Regions from separate parts of the Mus musculus genome. Here region 1 is linked to region 2. A link is a contact called in public HiChIP or PLAC-seq data. All regions are on one chromosome and are shown on one strand. The core of a region is the stretch at or near the end of the contact, and the rest is flanking DNA. Distances in the headings are between cores, read along the strand shown.

The links. HiChIP or PLAC-seq counts read pairs in DNA pulled down with a chosen protein or histone mark.
Region 1: a contact with region 2 is called in an H3K27ac HiChIP or PLAC-seq map of embryonic stem cells, with 10 read pairs. The contact joins the promoter of Rala here to the enhancer-like site in region 2. A contact is called at or near these places in 1 of 15 datasets of contacts at CTCF or cohesin (embryonic stem cells), 14 of 484 Hi-C or Micro-C datasets (the HL-1 cell line, Sertoli cells, bone marrow-derived macrophages and 5 more), 21 of 115 datasets of contacts at active chromatin or transcription factors (CD8 T cells, the SCID.adh cell line, astrocytes and 7 more) and 3 of 9 other capture datasets (adipose tissue, liver and pancreatic islet).

Annotation. Positions count from the first base shown.
Region 1 is chr13:17,942,571-17,945,488 of GRCm38.p6, forward strand. It overlaps Rala (v-ral simian leukemia viral oncogene A (ras related)), which reads right to left and starts at 1,647. Exons shown (of 5, transcript NM_019491.5): 1 at 1,447-1,647.
Region 2 is chr13:17,841,521-17,844,798 of GRCm38.p6, forward strand. No RefSeq gene overlaps it. Among named protein-coding and RNA genes, the nearest start is that of Gm24018, 33 kb to the left of the region's middle. Within about 2 kb of position 1,406, at least 8 of the 459 cell types and tissues checked have an H3K27ac peak or open chromatin away from gene starts, as enhancers often do. A contact at or near this core is called in Sertoli cells and embryonic stem cells, where this site is marked.

The DNA.
Region 1 (2,918 bases), core at 397-2,896, 100 kb after region 2:
CTCTTTTTAAAGGCTGGGTACAGTTATCACAACCCCAAGAATATACTTGCAATCTTTTGCCAGTAAATCTCTTCCTTCTAACTCTGGATATACTCTAGAAATAAACATGAAACAATAAAATATAAATGAGTATTCGTCTAATCACAGTCCCTAAATATTTTTAACCTTTTCCAGGTCAGAATAGTGAAAATGAAATTCTTCCTGAATTTTTCCTTGATCTCCTGGAGAACAAAAAAGACAATGCAAAATTTTCATGTTCCAAGAATCCCAAAGTAACAAAACTGTGCTCTTAACAAAATTGTTTGGAGGCCTTGCTAGAGATGGAATCTAGTACCTTTTGCTTGGTATGCAAGTACCAGCCACAGTCAATCGCTTCTGGAAAGTGACTTTTCCATCAACTGTACACATTCACATCCATTCAGTGAAGAAATGTGGGGAGTTCTGAGCACTTTACGTGGTAACAGAGAAGATGAAAAGGCTCCTCCTCTGAAAACAACTGAGCCGTAGAAACATCTTAAGGGTCACAGGAGTCATTTATAAGAATATTGTATCAACAGATACAAACAGCATAGGTAATAGTACATATTAACAAGCATAAGCCAAAGGGAATGCCTTCTACACTGTGAGTAATAAATCTGTTAGTCAATTTTGGGAACGTGATTAAAGCTGTAATTTATTTACAGGAAAAGAATTTACAGAAATAAAGGTTCTCCCGGCACACGTACCCAAACTGTTTGTAAATTGTGTGCTTCCTGGCTTGACAGGTAGGGCGTGGCACCAGAGTTCTCACAGTAGCTCAAAGACACTCAGATGAGCTCTCACAAGTCTGGACGTTCTGGTTTCCATGCAAAGGCCAGTAAATTCTTTAATTCCTCCTAAGTCTCCCGACAACACAACCACCTCAGCGCCACCACGCCCGCCCACTCCAACACACGAATGCCCAAGTAAAGCACACAAATCGTATCTTCTACTCCTTGACATCTTTCAGGCACCGAACGCGGAAGATACCCCCATCACACAATGCCTACATTCCCTTCCTCTTCTAAAGGCTAAACCTGTACTAGAAGAGCCTTCGAGCATTCAGCTGGACGCGTCTAAAGACTTTAGTCTGAAAACGCCATTCCTTCCAAACACTGGCAGAGAAGCTCGAAAAGCAGCCGCTCTGTACCGGCAGAGTGGCTTGAAAGCGAGGGAGGTCGGGGTGGAGTGCGGCGCAGGGACTGCGGCGGCGGCGGCGGCGGCCCCAGGTCGCGGGCACCGCCCGGGCACAGCCCTGGGAGCCACCGGCGCTATACAGGTGACCTTCCGGAGACGCCGCCCGCTGTCGGGGCGCAGTCGGGTCCCAGCCCAGGCGGCAGGCGGGACGTGCAATCTCGGCGGCCGCGGGCCCGGCCCGTCGGACACACCCCCGCCGCGGCCCGGCCTCCCCGGCCGGCGAGCTCTCACCTGCACCGCGAGCCGCTCGACCCGCGGGCTCTTGGGCCTCGGCTGCGCCGATCGGACCGCGCTCGGAGTTCCGCGCGGGGCGCGGCAAGAGGAGTCCGGAGGGCGGCGGCAGCGGCGGCGGCCTGGGCGGCGGCGGAGGAGGAGGACTCCGGCGCTCCGCTCTAGGGAGACCCACCCTCCTCCCGGCCGCTCTGCAGCAGCCGCCGCAGATCACTTCCGGGGCGCGGGCCAGCGGGGCGGGGCGCCAGGCCGCACTTCCTGGCCGTGGGGCCGAGTACTCCATGGCGACTGCGAACAAAGGCTCTACGGGCGCGGGGGAGGCGCAGTGGTACAGCCTCCCGGTGGACCCACGGCGAGTCCCCGGGTTCGCGAGGCGTAGCCCGCCCCCCCCCCCCAAGGCCGTGCCGGGATTCCCGTGTCGCGGTGTTTTCGTCTTCCCCGGACATGGAGGGGTTCCTGGAGAAAGAAGGGGAGGGGGAGGCCGCCATCTTGCTTCTGGGGGCTGCTAGGTTCTCTTGCAAGAGTTTTCCAGTGTGTAGCCTGCAACGTGGTTTGTCGCAGATCAAGTCCGAGTTGGTGGATTGGTCGCTTGTCCTGGTTGGAGGGTCTCGGTAGCTGACCGAGTGGAGAACTGGCCTCAGCATATGGGCTTCGGGTTCCTTTTGGAGTAGACCCTTCGACACTAGATTTGGCACTGAGATAAGGCGACGGCTCCGTAACACACTAATGTCTTAAATTAGTAGTTAAACTGAATCGGTTGTTTTCTTTAAAACTGCCCACAAGTTCGAGATAGTTTGCCTAGTGTCTGTTAGCGGCCACACGTTCTTCCCTGGACTTTAAAATTCTCATTTCCTTTGGCCCCAAATGAAGAACCAACGGCTTGGTTGGTTGGCATGACTACTTAAAGGAATGAATGTACACTCAATCAAGTTTGCAGTCTAGAAACCTAGTACTTGGCGTTTGGAAGTATGAATGGAGGGAAGACTTGATAACTTTACTAACAATAGGTTAGAGTTTTAAACTTAAGTATGATCTTTTTTCCAGTACAAAAAGACGATGGTAAATGTGGATCCAAATAAAGGGAGTCCCCGCAGAACAGGGATCAGTGGTTCATGGAGAAGGCTGAGTGCCACTTATCTGTCTTAAAAGTTCTACAAGAGCTGATGAGAAAGATGAGGCTACAGAAGGAGACAGGAGTCAAGTCATGGCTGGCTTTTGTGTCTATTAAATTCTGGAAGTAGAATGGCTGGATACATCAAATTTTAAGCAGTTTATAAATGGAGGACCGATTAATGGGGGAGTTGGGCAGTATAGCAAACATAGAGTAGACAGTGAACTATTGCAGAAGAGGAAAGAGAAAGGTATTTTTAATAGTGCCAGTAACCAACCAAAAGATGATTCCCAGATGATGAAGCCATATAAGCATCATAAGCCAAATAAGAATTGTTTGCTGGGCAGCTGGAGGGTAAGAG
Region 2 (3,278 bases), core at 156-2,655:
TCCTAAAGGTGGCACCTATCACCTCCCTGGGGTTCCTTGGCTAGATAATTCATGAGCCCATCTGGAATGTTAGCTCTCCACCCAGGTCAGAGAGTTCTTTCTTTTTACTAGAAGGAAAGCTTTTAATGGCTTCAATGCCACTGTAGCACAAAGACCTCTTGCCAGACCATATCCAAGGGCAAAGTGTATCCAGAGGCAAATGCATTTGATTTCTCCTGGCATTAAGCCTAAAAACATCCTCGTTATAAGAACTTGTTTTAATTTCTTAAAATTGGCTTTTTTATTTTCCATTCTGCAGAGAACACAAATATTAAAAAAAAAAAAACACCAAAACCCAAAACCACTCATTTAAATCAGTTTCTTTCTATTCTACTTAACAATTAGATCAATATTAAGCAAGGAACCGCAGTTTTCCATTGTGAAGGAAGGTTGAAGTATGTGGGAAGGTGGAATGAGCCATCAGAAATGACAACAAAACCCCTGAGGCCCAGTCTAGCTATGAAGCCTAAGCCAAGTCACTTAACACTGGATTGTTCAAGAAGCCTTCAAATGTTAGTGAGATGGTTACTGCTTGCCTCAGAGTGGCGATCTAGGAGTCTTCGTGAGAACACTGACAACTTTGTAAAGGAAACTCAGCCTTCACAGGTACACACCATCTGCTGGCATCCCTAGCATAACGACAGATGTCCCTTCAGGTGTGTAGGGAGAGCTTGTTCTCCTGGCGAGCACGCTTTGTCAGCACCAGGCAAACACAAAGTGATTTCTTTAAATAAATAAATAAATAAATAAATAAATAAATAAATAAATAAATAAATATATAAATAGATTAAAAAAAATCTTGTCCAAACTATGGAGCCAACGCTTCTAAAAAAAGGAAAAGGAGAGGCAAAATAGACTGGATTTCACACTGGGAGGTGAATGATGGGCTGGCTAGTTTTCCAGAAAGTTCCTTGCCCTAAAATAAATAGCAATTGTGTCTTGGAATTCATGTTTGCCAGTAGTCAATATCTATAACTGGATTACAATGTGGAAGAATTTGAAGTAAAGAAGAAACAGAACAGGATAAAATAATTCCCCAGTGTAGAACTCTGGTGAGCCTTAGCTTACCGTTGACCCCTTGAGCGAACCATGTGGAGCTGGGAATCAATAGAAAAAGCAAGATAAATTTATTGTTCCAGTGCACTGAGGTCATCTCAGAATGGAAAGAGAGGCGGTGACCCCTGGTGGTCCATTCTATGAGTTTTTATATGGTTTCCAGGGGCGGAATAGAGCATCAGGAACTAGGCACAATATGATTGGCAAAATAGCACCTTTTAAACTAATTGGTCTTTAGGGAACGAGGTAGTAGGGGCTTACTCAGCCTCTCCCTTCTGGCCTACATGCTCTCTGACCTGTCTCTTCCAGGAGGGGCGGAGTCCAGTGGAATTTTCCAAGGGCTCTGAGCTGACCTCTTGACCCGTTCTTCTGAGAGCTAGTGGGCTTTTTTTCACTTGCTCTTCAGCTTTTTACATTCTCATTACAATGAGAATAATGCTTTATTCTCTTAGCAGAGCTGAGTATTGAGCCACTTGCTTACTTTTCAACTGTGACTAAAGGAGAAAGACTTTTGATAAAGGGTCTCCATGTTGAAAAACTTTGTCATCAGGTCATTTTTAAAAACTGTATACTGTTTTGTAAAAATCAAATAATGTTTCCAGTTGTTTTCCACAACTTAGTCTAGAACATGCACAAAACCTTCACAAGTTCAAGCCATAGAGGATCCTATCACTGATAGGGGAAGTGGACACCACATACCACCCCTAACCACTTGCAATTGATACTAACTGGGTGTGGTGATTTGAGTAGGTATGGCACCCATAGATTCATGTGTTTGAATGCTTGGCCCACAGAGAGTGGCACTATTAGGAGGTGAGGCCTTGTTGGAGTGTGTGTGGGCTTGCTGGAGGAAGTGTGTCATTGTGGGGGTGTGCTTTGTGGTCTTTTATGCTCAAGCTAGACCTATTGTCAGCCTCCTTGTGCTGCCTGTGGATCAAGATATAGAACTCTCAGCTCCTTCCTCTCCATGACAATAATGCACTAAGCCTCTGAAACTGTAAACCAGCCCCAATTGAATGTTTTCCTTTATAAGAGTTGTCATGGGCATGGTGTCCGAAGGAACTCGGCCAGTTTGAGCATGTATGTGTATGGGGGCAGGGGGATGGGGGCATGGTTCTGGCAGGCCTCGCCCTTCTCTCTTATTCCCTGTGACTTGCTAATAATCATTTTAGATTACATTCTTAAGAGCTAGCTCCCAAGGTCTATTGCCTTATTTGGTCACTTCTACCCCCTAAGGCTGACTTCCAAGGTCTAGCTATCAAAGTACTTGAAGTCCGGCAATCAAAAGCCCCTTTTGGGGAAGGGGGGAAAGGAGGAGGAGTTGGGGGAGCTGATAGGGAGGTGGGCAGTGAAAGGGACATAAAAGTAAATAAGTAAAAAAGGAATTTTTTTTTATGTACACAAATACAACATCCACACCTTGGTTCCACTAATTAACATGCCCAATTAAAATTAAACACCTCATCCTAACACAGCGTATTCCTTTTACCTTTATAAACTCCCATTCGCCTATAGGCCATGTCTGTCTCCTCTCTATCCTGAGGCAGTCCTTTGTCCTACTCTAGGACAAATAGCCCTGCCCCCTCTTCTTTGTTCCCTTCCCCTTCTCCCTCTATCTCCTGTCTTTGTCCCTTATTCCCGGCCCTTTGTCTCTCTGGGGCAAATAAATCTCCTTTGTGCTGAGAAGTTGGTCTTTGGGTTCTGAGCCCATACCAATCCTTATGCTTCTCAGTTCTCTTTGACCCTCAATCCAATACCCAAAAGGAGATCTATTCATAAACACACTGACAGATAAAAACAATAAAATGACTTACTTGATTTTGGAAGTTGACAAGTTCCAAAACTACAGTAGATGATATGGAAATTCAGAAGATGATCCAGTGATGTGTTTCTTCCTGAATCTGAGTTGAAGGCTGTTCAAAGATAACCACTACCGAGCCTTTTGTTCTTTTGATGTCTTTAATGGATTGGTGAGGGTAATTTGCTTTACTACTGACTCAAATGTTTAACGCATTAAACACACACACACATCTGCATACATACATATTTAGCCAAATATCTATATGGGCACCACATGACCCACTCAAATTGACACACAAATTAGCCATTACATAACGGTAATAATTTTCTTTCTAAAAATAAATGTCTGGCATATGAGAAAGAGGTTGTAGTGGTGAGGATGG